2 separate regions of the Mus musculus genome follow, and region 2 is linked to region 1. Evidence: chromatin contacts called from public Hi-C data. All regions are on one chromosome and are shown on one strand. The core of a region is the stretch at or near the end of the contact, and the rest is flanking DNA. Distances in the headings are between cores, read along the strand shown.

Evidence for each region. A called contact is a pair of places that touch in the nucleus more often than the background predicts.
Region 2: a contact with region 1 is called in a Hi-C map of the N1E-115 cell line, with 5 times the contacts expected there. The contact joins two enhancer-like sites. A contact is called at or near these places in 2 of 39 promoter capture datasets (frontonasal cranial neural crest and stem cell-derived epiblast-like cells) and 1 of 484 Hi-C or Micro-C datasets (the N1E-115 cell line).

What each region holds. Positions count from the first base shown.
Region 1 is chr3:153,388,839-153,395,310 of GRCm38.p6, reverse strand. The region is part of intron 3 of St6galnac3 (ST6 (alpha-N-acetyl-neuraminyl-2,3-beta-galactosyl-1,3)-N-acetylgalactosaminide alpha-2,6-sialyltransferase 3); the gene reads left to right. Among named protein-coding and RNA genes, the nearest start is that of 1700012D16Rik, 93 kb to the right of the region's middle. Within about 2 kb of position 3,245, at least 17 of the 459 cell types and tissues checked have an H3K27ac peak or open chromatin away from gene starts, as enhancers often do. A contact at or near this core is called in the N1E-115 cell line, where this site is marked.
Region 2 is chr3:153,828,483-153,834,959 of GRCm38.p6, reverse strand. It overlaps the pseudogene Gm25757. Among named protein-coding and RNA genes, the nearest start is that of Asb17, 13 kb to the left of the region's middle. Within about 2 kb of position 3,434, at least 34 of the 459 cell types and tissues checked have an H3K27ac peak or open chromatin away from gene starts, as enhancers often do. A contact at or near this core is called in the N1E-115 cell line, where this site is marked.

The DNA.
Region 1 (6,472 bases), core at 1,996-4,495:
TATATATATATATATATATATATATATATATATATATATATATATACACACACACACACATATCCATTTGAGTATGTTGTTCTGGAAACAGAAAAAAAGAGAGGATTTAAATCATATTATCAAATAATTCTAGACCATACCTTCTGAGCGCTTGGAACAGTGTCTTTCCTCAGGGAAGGACACTGGTCACGTAGATGAGGGTGGGGTTTGGGGGGGGGGCACTTGTTAGATTTTTATCAGCTTGACAGAAGCTGGGTCATCTGGGAAGTGGGAACCTCACATAAGGAATTGCTTCTATCTGATTGGCCTGTGGGGGTGTTTATTTAATAGTTGATAGGGGACCAGCCGGTTCTCAGCAGGTGGTCTTGGATGGTGTAAGCAAGCAGTCTGAGTAGGCTATGGAGAGTAAGCCCTAAGCAGTGTACCACTGTGGCTTCTATCTCTGCTTCTGCTTGAGGTCCTACCTTGGCTTTCCTCAATGACAGTTACGTACGTATGTGTGTGTGTGTGTGTGTGTGTGTGTGTGTGTGTGTGTGTGTGTGTGTGTGTGCTCATGCCAAATGAACACCTTTTTTCCCAAGTTGCTTTTGCTCAAGATAAGAAAGTAAACTAGGGCATAATAGACACAAAGGCACATAAGATAAGCCCCTTTGAAAGCTGGAATTTAAATCTTTGCAGTTTGAAGTTCCCTCCAGAAACCATACCCGCCTGTGGGACTTTCAATGAGAAGAGTCGCCAGAGGCTTCTGTATCTCAGCACTTAAGTCTCCAGTTAGCGACACTGTACAGATGTGACTGGGCCTTCAGAAGGCACAGATGTCCTGAGGACAGACAGGCCTTGAGAGCTTACACCCTCTTCCTACTTCCTGTACTCTGTCTGTTTCCTGTGTGTGTGTATGGAAACGTGGTCACCTTCCTGATTCCGATGCCGCCCGTACTTCCTGCTATTAAGGGACACGATCTGTCTGGAACTGTAAGATAAAATAAACACTTTCATCAGTAACTTGGTTTTAGTCATGATTGTTATCAGGACAACAGGAACTGATATGCAACCCTGTTGCATTTATGGGAGACGCACAGTTTCACAGGGCCACGGTGTACCTTACAACTGAGTAAGGCAGCTGCCAGTTGCCAGCTGCCAGGTGTCATCAGGCTGGACTCCGAACCCCTGATGTGTCTCTCAGAACAAATACAGTCAGATTCTTTTCTCAGAGAACGTGGCGGAGGCATGATACTTCAGAGGGACACTGCTAGTTGTTTTAAAAGACCCACAGAGTGATGACTCCCCTACGTTCCGACTCAGGAGAGGTGACACTCCAAATCACTCACAAGAAACAGTCTTGATGCAAACCGCAAGAGGACTTTTATTCCAGGAGTGCTCTGGGGCCCATAGTTGTACACCATGTGGGGGAGGACTGTGGAGCCCCGAGTAGCTGGGGAAGAGGGTATTTAAAAGAAAAAAAAACACAACTCGAGGGGGTGGGGAGGGTGTTATTGGAAAATACCAAAAATACCAGTTAAGAGTCTCGAGGAAGTGGAAGTAACAAGAATACCTGGTAATTGTGTGGTTATTTCTCAAGACAGTTTCTATGAGCCTCTAACAATAGCAAATTTGCATAGTGGGTTCCATGAACAGTCAGGGTGACTTTTTTTTTTTTTTTTTTGGAACAAACACTCCCTGAACCCAGGAAGTAGGTGAGTGGAGGAATGTCACTATCTGTTTCATGATTAGCATGCCTTGGAGCATTGAGTCACAAAGGTCACATTCTCAAGCCTGGGCCTAACTAAAGGCCTACTCTTTTTGTTTTTATGTTATACTTTTTCAGTTTTCCTTAGGATCCTTACCTCAGTGATGAGATCTGGATCAAGTCTCAGTGGATCAAGTCTGTAGAGTGAGCATCTGCAGTCACAGCTTCCTCTACCTTCTGTCTGCTTACAGTTCCCTCGCTCCTCGCCTCTTCAGAGGCGAATCACTGTCCATCAGCATTTTTCTACTTCACACACAATCCTGAAGTTGAACCATTGAAAAATTTCCCCAGAAATGGCTCTGTGGTTTTTTAAAATTTAATTCTCTGCATGATAAAAACCGTTTAAGACATATTTCAAAGCCCAGGCTATTGAATATTTTATATGGGAAACTGTCTTAGAAGAAGTTGAGGACTTAAGGCCACAAAAGGAAAAAAAATGAGGGAAAATAGCCCAGAAGAAACCATGGAAATCAGAATCTCTCCTAGAGAATGGTCATCTCTTATGTCTTCTACTCCACCTCGCCACCTCCTCAGGTGCACACTGAGCATGGCAGTCATTCTCCTGTTTATTCCATGTCTCTGCAATCTGCCTTGTGACTGTCATATTGATTCCAAACTGTGGTCCTCATCAGTGTAGAAAATGGGGGCATTAATAACCTGGTCTCTGTGGACAGATCATAATAGGAACCCTTATAAGTAACTGCCCACTAATGGGAAAATTGAAAATATGCCCTGAATTATAATGTTCATGGTGTAACCATTAAAATTATAATTATGTCACAATGAAAGAACTCATTTTGTATTAGTTTATCTTTGCATAATGTTAATAGCTAATGAAAGTGTGACAATGACATCTAATTAAGCTTAACAACATCTCTGCACTTCTTTAACGCGGGCTATATTTTGTTTGCAATCATGTGTTGGGGACATTAGTGCGGCAAGGTCTATCTCTAATAGAAAGCTTGCAAGGCAAGACTCAGCCTTGTGAGAAATTGGTCTTGTGATGAATGGAATGACCACTTGGGCTGGACCTGGGAACTCCATACCGAGAGGAGCACTGGAGGAGGCTTTGGTCTCCAGAGCTAGTATGGAGATGTCACCTCCAGCCTTGGCAGTGGAGCTGGAGGTCACAGTATCTACACCAGTTCATATTGTTGTTCCTCCTATAGGGCTGCAGACCCCTTCAGCTCAGAGCCTCTTTTTCTTTCTTTCTTTTTTTTTTTTAAGATTTATTTATTTATTATATGTAAGTACACTGTAGCTGTCTTCAGACGCACCAGAAGAGGGCATCAGATCTCATTACGGATGGTTGTGAGCCACCATGTGGTTGTTGGGATTTGAACTCAGGACCTTCGGAAAAGCAGTCAGTGCTCTTGCCCGCTGAGCCATCTCGCCAGCCCTCAGAGCCTCTTTCTTAAGGGCTATTGTAAAACCACAGAATCAGGTGCTGTCCCCTCTGCCATTAACCCAAAGGCCTCCTCCTGGGGGGATTGCTGTTGCCATAAATCTCTCCAACCCAAATGTCTGGCAATGAAAACACAACTCAGCCTAAGCTGGGCAGATCTACCACTACACCACCATCTTCCACATCTATGAGACCTCTTAGAACTTTCAGCTTTTCCAGGCCATGTGCTTCTGCTCTGCTTTTCTTCTTCCTCCTCCTCCTCTGCATCCTCTCCCTCTTCCATTTTTTTTTCTTCTTCTTCCTCCCCACCTTCCGCTCCACTTTCCCTTTAATCTGCCCAATCTACAGCTCTCCTTTATTTTACAAATTAAGGTGGGGAGCAGGTTTACAGGAAATCACCTGAGTGCTGACTCATTCCTTGTTCAGAGCCACCCACAGGAGAATGGAATTAACATCAAATATAATTAGCCCCAGGGCTATTCACAACAAAGTGCCACTTAAGCAGTGAATTTATGAGAGAGGACAGCCTAGCAGGGATCAGTGACAGACAACCCTGTCTGTTCCTCTCCAGCTGACAACTGCCAGCTCAGACCCCCTAAGGAGGACATTTTCCTTGCCCAGTTCCACAGCTGGTGATGTTTAGTGAACTCCAGAAGTAAAAGCAGGAGCTGTTAGCCTCCCCCTGTCACTAGCTCCAGAAGCCTGGGCAGGTGACTTCCACAGCTCTCTTCTTTCCATTGCAGTATATGTGAAGAGCTGCAGATGCAATGTTTGGTGGTTCTTTAAAAATAAATAAATAAATAAATAAATAAATAAATAAATAAATAATAAAAATTAAAAAAAAGTTACAGGCTATATAGATAATATTACAATGAAAATTATACTTTGGTTAAGAAATAAGTGAAATTTCAGGCAAATTCACCTATTTTTTTAAAGCCCTTAATATAGAGACAGATTTATCACAGGTTCTTCTGCTGCCTGTCTCTTTGGTTTTGGTTTGGTTTGGTTTCTTTCTCACATGCAACACACAGTTTTCTGTTTAGTCGGTGTCTTAGTCAAGGTTTCTATTCCTGCACAAACATCATGACCAAGAAACAAGTTGGGGAAGAAAGGGTTTATTCCGCTTATACTTCCAAATTGCTGTTCATCACCAAAGGAATTCAGGACTGGAACTCAAGCAGGTGAGAGAGCAGGAGCTGAAGCAGAAGCCATGGAGGGATGTTCTTTACTGGCTTGCTTCCCCTGGCTTGCTCAGCCTGCTCTCTTATAGAACCCAAGACTACCAGCCCAGAGATGGTCCCATCCACAAGGGGCCTTTCCCCCTTGATCACTAAATGAGTAAATGCTTTACAGCTGGATCTTGTGGAGGCATTTCCCCAACTGAAGCTCTTTTCTCTGTGATAACTCCAGCTGTGTCAAGTTGACACAAAACTAGCCAGTACAGTCGGGTTTTCCTGGAGACCTATTTCACGCCACATTCTCATCCACACAGAAAGAGTAACAAATGAAACAGGACATTCGGGTAGAATTAGAAGCTGGCTGGCCTTTGGTGTGTTTTGCTTATTAGGGCTCTACTTTTGCAACTTAAAGATTTCAAGATCCACCACAAAATTCAGCATAAGATAGAGAAGAATTCCAGGCATTCCCTGCCTTTGCACATGCTCAGTCCCACCCCACACTCCCAGGGCTGTGCACAACCCCTGCCAGGGTCTTTCATTGATTACAATGACTGAGAATACATTGATACGCCAGGACCTCCCAATCTGCCATTCATGTTGGGTGTATGCTGTAACGTTCATTCTGTAGGTCTGACAAATAATGGCACCACACAGTACTACCAGTATTCGAACGATCCCCCGTGGTCCTACTGTGTGCCTTCTTTCTCCTTCTACCAATAATACCAACCCTTTAGTATCTGTAGCTTTGCCAACTTTTTAGGTGTCAGGGAATTGGAATTGGATAGCATTCAAGATTTTCACTTGTAATGTGGGTTTATGATGCCTGCATGTCTGTTCACTGTCTGGTAGCTTATTTCTGTGTGGTGCTGAGTAACACTCCACTGTTACCACCACTGTGTCTTTCTATTTACCTAATAAAGGGCACCTTGGCTGCTTTCAGGTTCTCTCAGTTGAGAAAGAACATTCAATATTCCTTTATCATTTCTGACATCTAAATGCCTACCAGGAAGCCCTTGAGATGAAAGATTTATTTTGCTCCTGGTTTCAGAGGGCTCAGCCCATCATGGCAGGGAAGGGGAGACAAAGGGAGCCTTTTGCAGCATGGCAGCCAAGAATATGACAAAGGAGATCGCTGGTGCTTTGCTGAGCCACCTCTCTAGTCCCACATTGCTGCTCCTTTTTCAAGGAGACCTTGAACTGTGTCCCCTTCCTTGCTGACACCCCTCTCTTCCCTCTGGGTGTCTTTGTTCTCCCCAAGAACACTTATGCTCCCCCACCCCTGCCACTCAAGCATTCCCTTGCTATCAAGGGGGGTAGATAGACTGACATTCCCTTGCTATCACTGGGGTAGAGCCATCTGATCTCTGTCTTTTCTAGCTCCTTCTGCAAGCTTTTCCTGTCTTGTGTGTCTTTCAGATCTCTGGTGGTGCTTGTCATTCTTCTTAGATTTTGTTCTTTTTTGATTTCATTTTTCCTCATACTTCTGGCTTCCTTCTTTGCTTGCTCAGTTGGTTCATTTTTCTTTAAAGGAGGCAGAGAGCTTTCTGTCTATGCTCCTACTCGAGGTCTCGCTTTCTGTTGTATTTTATAGTGTGGGTATGTAGTTCATCTTAACATCCAGAGGGGTAGTTAGCTTTGTGGGTGGTGGGATACCAGAAGATTTCTGTTGTCTTGGTTACAGCATTATGTATTTTATAAAATTGTTGTTGGCACAGATGTGCAAATATTCATGGTTTGGAAGTAAAGACAGTCACAGTATTTCTTAGGAGTCCCTGGCTCTGGGTCTGGCTTCTAGTTCTTCCTCCAGACTCCCTTCCCTGGACTCTCTTCTCTATCAGACATAACTGCTGTGGCTGGCTGAGCCTGGGCCATTCAGATTGTGGAAGTAAGCCCAAAGTTAGCAAGAACCTATGAAACAAAGCCTGCTGGGCTTTCTGCTGCTCGCCACGCCTCGGCTCTCACCATCAGTTGCTCTTAGCAGAAGAGGTGCCAGGCCATAGCACTGCTGCCTTAAGAGACCCAGCACCAGCAGGAAAGGTCCTGTTCTGATGCTCTTGGTAGTGGAGAGAGGCTATGGTGAGCCTGTAAAGTTCTTGCTCAGAGTGTGGTCAAGACCTGGTACTTCCTAACCACCGCCAGCCA
Region 2 (6,477 bases), core at 2,185-4,684, 440 kb before region 1:
TAGCATGTGCCGAGAATTGTACTTAACAAATTACTCAATAAATACCTAATTGCCTCGTTTAATTTTTTTTAATTGTGTGTGTATATATGTGTGTCTGTAAATGGGTGTGGCCACTCCAGTGCAGGTCAGTGGTATCAGATCCACCTTGATGTAGGAACTAGGAACCAAATTCGGGTCCTTGGCAAGAACAGTCTGAGCCCTTAACCACTGAGCTGTGTCACTGATCCCCACTGCCTCTTAGACTTTAGCACTCTGTTGTATTAATTGGAGTTCTTCAGCTAATGGAGCCAATATATATGCAACACACACACATACAAACACACATACATATAGATGTTGTAGGCTCAAAACCATCCCCACTTTGTAGATGAAGAAAATGATTTCAGGGCTTCCCCAGTAAACACCACCCGTGGATGGCAGGGGACCTTCTCCAAGCTTGGTCTGCCTGACCAAATTACTTTTTTTCTTTTTAATTCACAACCTTGGCTTTTTTGTTTGTTTATTTGGTGAGAATGAAATGTCAGACATGAATATCAAAGTATGTGCAGAATATAGACTCATCATATCTAGCATTTTTGGAGGAATTGACATTAAATGTATTATTAGGGATGGAGAGATGGTTCAGCTATACCGTATGAATCTGGGTCCCCAGCACTCAGTTGAAATCGGGCTGTGGTGGTGCATCTGCAAACCCAGTGCTGGGAAATGGAGACAGGGGGATAGCCAGGACTTGCTCTGGCTGAATTCCTGTCCTGAAGGTTCAGGGAAAGAACCTGTCTCAAATAATAAGATGCAGAGTGATTAAGAGAGACACCTGACTCTGACTTCTGGCCGGCACGCACTAGTGTACCTTCAAACACAAGCACACACAAAATAGGACAAGACAAAATTACTATTAGCTTATTAATATAAGCCTTTGTCTTAGAAATCTCAGTACTGAAGATGCCTTAGAAATCTCAGTAGTGTAGATGCCAAGGTAGACTTGAAAGGAAACTATATTTGACCAACATTAATCTTTACTCTTTCCCTTGGCTTCTCAGCATAATGATAAAAAAGTGTAAGTTACCAGACAAGAGATTTCTCCAATATATCCTCTTGCAAAGATAATGTTACCTTTGGCACAGATAACGCTTTATTCTTGCTGATGTCGTTAGAAAATGACAAGGTCGGCCGAAATGAGAAATAGACAGGGTCTCTGTCTCTCTAGTTTTTAATAAGCATTGTCAAAAGAAATAATAATCAGATTTGAGCTTGTTTGTCCTTGAAACACCTTTAAAAGTGCTTCCCTGAAAAGCTGAGGGAGACCAGAAGCAGTCAGGAAAGACAGGCAATCTCGGTGCATTTCCTTGTAGGTGATAGGAATAAGATGCTTCTTGGCGACTCAGATGCCTGGATTGTTTTTCTTGGATGTTGGAAAATGGTAGTAAAGCAAGGCCTGGTGCGTTAATGAGCTGTGCGCTCTAATGTGTGCATGAAACACAGCTCTCTAGGCAGGCAGTGTCCTTCCGAGCTTTATCCCAAAGACTCCCCCAGACTCCTCTCTCAGGTAAGACTTGAGACTTTTCATGGAGAACTCTTTATGTATACAGAACCCTGCTCCTGCCATTGGGTTTTGCTGTGGCTTGGATGACTGTCCCAGAATACCCATGTGGTAAAGGCTTGGTCCCCAGCTTTCAGTGACACCAGAGGGCGGTGACCTTTGGGTGACTTTTGGTTCTAGTGAGGATAGTCATTGCGTGAGTGTTCCTTGCTTCCTTCTCTATGCAGCTGCCGTGGAGTGAGCATTTTTTTCTCTCTCTCATGGTGAATCCCGAAGGCAACAGGACCGAGGAACCAGAGGCTGAAACCATGAAGCAAAATAAATCTTTTCACTTTTTTTTTTAAAAAGATTTTTCAAACCTTTTATCGGTTCTTTGTGGACTTCACATCATACTCCCCAACCCCTCTCATCTCCCCTTTTACCTGCCTGTCACCCTTGCAACCTCCCTGCCATAGAGAAAAATAAAATCTTGTGGAAGCTGCGGTGTGCACTCTGTGTCCCACAGTGTTTGCTTGCAAACGCTCACTGCAGTGAGTCACTGGTCTGGATGGAGGCCTCTGGCTTCTGCTACACCATCAGTACTGGATCCTCACTGGGGCTCCTCTCAGACATCCCGCTGTTGCCCTTTGTCATGAAGATCCTGTAGTTTTGGATCTGTAGGACTCCAGCAATGGGGTAGATGTCGGGGTGGGCCAATTCAAAGGCCTGAATCCAGGCCTGAAAGTGTCAGAGATGGTCAGCCCACTGGCTCTCCCGCCCTCGTGCATGCCCTGGGGCCAGCTCACCTGCCTGCCCCAAAGGTGAGTGAGGGGAGGAGGGTGTCTCTCACTGTCTGTGTCACCACTGCCCAGCAGACCACAGGCAGAACCAACTCTCTTGTGCTCACATCCTTGGGGCCTGCTCATCTGCAAGCCCCGTATCAGGCTCAGCTCCACTACTGCCTCCTAGGTGAGATGCAGGGCCTGCTTTCCACATTGCTGCAGCAGTTGGGGGGGGGGGGGCAGGACTGTCCCTGCTACTCTCATGACCCCAGTACCAAGTCTCCCTCCTGCCATTCTAAGTGGCAGGGTTGAGGGTGAGGGACACTTCAGCATATCAGACAAGAGGCAGGTCAGCTCTCCCACGCTCACACCCTCCTGGTTGGCTCACCCATAACCCTCATATCTATGACCAGCTCCATTGTGCTGCCCAGATAAGGTGCAGGGCCTGCTCTTCCAAGTACTGCAGCAGGTAAAGGGAAAGGCCCTTCTCCTGCTCTCATGATTCTGTCAAGGTCAGCTTTCCTGCCTGCCGCAGAAGGGGGTGACCCCCCCCCTCCCCTGCCCCCTCTCTCATCCAAGCCACAGGGAGACTAGTGGTAGGGCCATTTCTCCCAAGCTTGCATCCTCAGGACCAGCTAACCTGCAACTCCCACAATGTGCAGGGCCGACTCTCCAGAGTGCTGTGGCTGGCTATGGGCAGAATCAGCTTTCCCACTCTTGTGCCTCTAAGACCAGCTCCTCTCAATGCCCAGGTGAAGGGTAGGACCAGTTCTGTACAGCCCTTTGGCAGTAACAGACCCCTGCTGCTGAAGGGCCACAGACCCAGATGTGACCACCTGGTGGCAGCACAGGCCACCATGGTCCAAGGTAGCAGCACTGGGTACTCACAGCAGGCTGTTCCTCACTACCTCTCTCTCCACTGTGCCCACTTCCTTCTGCTTCTCCTTCTCTTTCATTTCTCCACGACTCGCTTGCTCCTCTTAGTGGTGCCCGGGTGGCTCAGGGTCTGAGGTCGTCTCAGGAGAGGTCTCAGGAGTGCTATGCCCTGCTTGTGCAATATGGCACAGGGCAGGAGTCATCTTGGGCATGATCTGTCCCCACCCTCTAGGCCTGGAGGGCGACAGATTAGTGTTCATCTCAGGCCAGCTCCTCTACCGGCCCACCTGTGCGGCCATTTGTCTTGGGCTCACTCCTGCCTGGGGCCTGCTGTCCCAGGTTGGCTTCTTCCCGCCTTTGGCTTGCTTCCTGTCCTGGGAGCCTGTCCAGGCCTACCTGGCACTGTCTTGGTAGTCATCTCAACCTAGTTCCCTGTCCAGGCCCTGTGGTGACAGACTGGTGGTGGTCTCAGGCTCACTTTTTTTCAGGAAATGTTAGGCTACTAATCCTTCAGATGTCTGAAGGTCAGAACACTCAGCATAGACATAGCCTCTCTCCCCTCTGCCACCTACTGACATCCATGTGACACAGCAGCCACACCTGCAAGAGCAGGAACAGCTCGGCTTTTTAAGTTGCTCCATCCCAGGCATCTGTCACAGTAACTGTCTCACTTGTCTGATGGGTAGCTGACTGACATTTGTCGTCTCTCGTCCATCCTTCTCTAGGGCTCAAATCTTCTCTTCCCCTCAACTCTACACTGTGTATTCTTTTTTTTTTTTTTTTTTTTAAATTTTATTTATTTTATCATTATATGTAAGTACACTGTAGCTGTCTTCAGACACACCAGAAGAGGGAGTCAGATCTTGTTACGGATGGTTGTGAGCCACCATGTGGTTGCTGGGATTCGAACTCTGGACCTTCGGAAGAGCAGTCGGGTGCTCTTACCCACTGAGCCATCTCACCAGCCCTCTTTTTTTTTTTAAAGATTTATTTATTTATTATATGTAAGTACACTGTAGCTGTCTTCAGACACTCCAGAAGAGGGCGTCAGATCTTGTTACAGATGGTTGTGAGCTACCATGTGGTTGCTGGGATTTGAACTCCAGACCTTCGGAAGAGCAGTCGGGTGCTCTTACCCACTGAGCCATCTCACCAGCCCTACACTGTGTATTCTTAGCAAAGGTGCAATAAACAAGGCCCTTAAGATGTAGTGATGAGCCACAAGTCCCACCATGTGTTTTCTTTGATTGGTGGTTTAGTCCCAAGGAGCTCTGGGAGTACTGGTTAGTTCATATTGGTGTTCCTCCTATGGGGCTTCAAACCCCTTCACCTCCCTGGGTACTTTCTCTAGCTCTTTCATTGGAGACCCTGTGCTCAGTCCAATGGATGACTGTGAGCATCCACTTCTATATTCGCCAGGCACTGGCAGAGGACCTCAGGAGACAGCTCTATCACTCTCCTGTCAGCAGGCTCTTGTTGGCATCTGCCATAATGTCTGGGTTTGGTGGTTGTTTATGGGATGGATCCCCAAGTGGGGCAGTCTCTGGATGGTCGTTCCTTCAGTTTCTGCTCTGAACTTTGTCTCTGTAACTCCTTCCATGGGTATTTAGTTCCCCCTTCTAAGTAGGATTCTGAGCTTCTGGGCTAATATCCACTTATCAGTGAGTGCATATCATGTGTGTTCTTTTGTGATTGTGTTACCTCACTTAGGATGGCTCTAGCTGCATATGTAGCAGAGGATGGCCTAGTTGGTCATCGATGGGACGAGAAGCCCTAGGTCATGTGACGGTTCTATGCCCCAGTACAGGGGAATGCCAGGGCCAGGAATGGGAGTGGGTTGGTTGGGGAGCAGGGAGAAGGGAGAGGGGATAGGAGATTTTTGGAGGGGAAACTAGGAAAGGGGATAACATTTAAAATGTAAATAAAGAAAATACCTAATAAAACAAAAAGATGTAGTGATGAGTCAGTATTACTGTGACCTCTCTACTTTTATAAGACAGTACACAGTTCAGGGCAAAGAGCTTTTCTTTCTGCACCAGTGTGACTCAGGAGGAATTTGCCGCAGTTAGTGAGATGCTCTCTCCTCTCTCCTGACACCCAGGTCAGGATTGCTCATGTCTCATCTCTTCTCACACAGGCTCTCTGTTCCAGCCATGCTGGTGATGACACAAATCAGCCTCCCTTCATGCAGACTGGTGCATCACTGTCCTGTCTCTGTATAAGGTGCCAGGGCTAAGGTCCCTGCTGCAAATGTTTTCTACCATCTTCCTGGGCACCCCACGCCCTTCACTGAGCCTCGCTCATTCAATGGCCTACTTTTCCAGGATGCATAGTTTAGTCTAGCACAGGAGGCATCCTCCAAGAAAACACTTAAGGATCATGTGAGGAAATATTCCGCTAATGGCTCTTGGTGAGAGGACTTGTGGTAGATTCCCTAACATCTGCTAAGTTTATCTTCTTATAAGAAGCACAGGAAATACACAATACAGTGAAGAGAAGCCAATCAAACAATAGAGCTGTGGAGATGTATGGGCATGTTAGATCCATGCTCAGCTTCCTCACCTGAATGGAGTAATGATAGTATTACCTCATAGGGTTTATATGAGTTTCTGGTACCCAGAGGAGACAGGAGACACAGACATGCTCTTGGAACAGATTCTGAAACATGACTGCCGAGTACAGCTGGTAATCTAAAAGCAAACAGTCAACCAACAAACAATGAGGGAGATACATAAGAGGAGCATAAAGCATATTTTTGGGGAACTGCAAATATGATACTCAAATTAAAATATCCAGTGGCTGGGAAAAGAGGAGCTGAGTCTTGGTCAAGAGCTGCGCATTGATCTAAATTAAAACAACACTTATCAAGATCCAAAGTCAACATTGTAAGAAGTGGAAACCATGATGAAATAGAGGCCTGGTGTGGAGGAGACATTTGCAAACTCTAGCCTGGTGGTGTGGTTTGAAAGTGAAGTGTCTCCCACAGCCTCCTGTTTTAACGCCAACCATTGGTGCAGTTCGGGAAAGTCCTGGAACCCTAAAGAGGTAGAACCTGGCCAGAGGAATTAATGCACTGGGTCGGCCCGGCTCCATTCTGTCTCTGCTTCCTGACTACAGATAGAACAAGAGCAGGTGCCCGCCACTCACCCTTCCACGCCCTTCCTGCCATGATGGGCTGTGAAACCTTCCAACTGTGAGCCAAAATAAATCCTCCCCCCCCTCTGCTTTTCCTCAGGTATTTACTCCCAGTGATGAGAAAAGAAATTGATACATACAGGAATAATTGAAATTCTTAGGCAC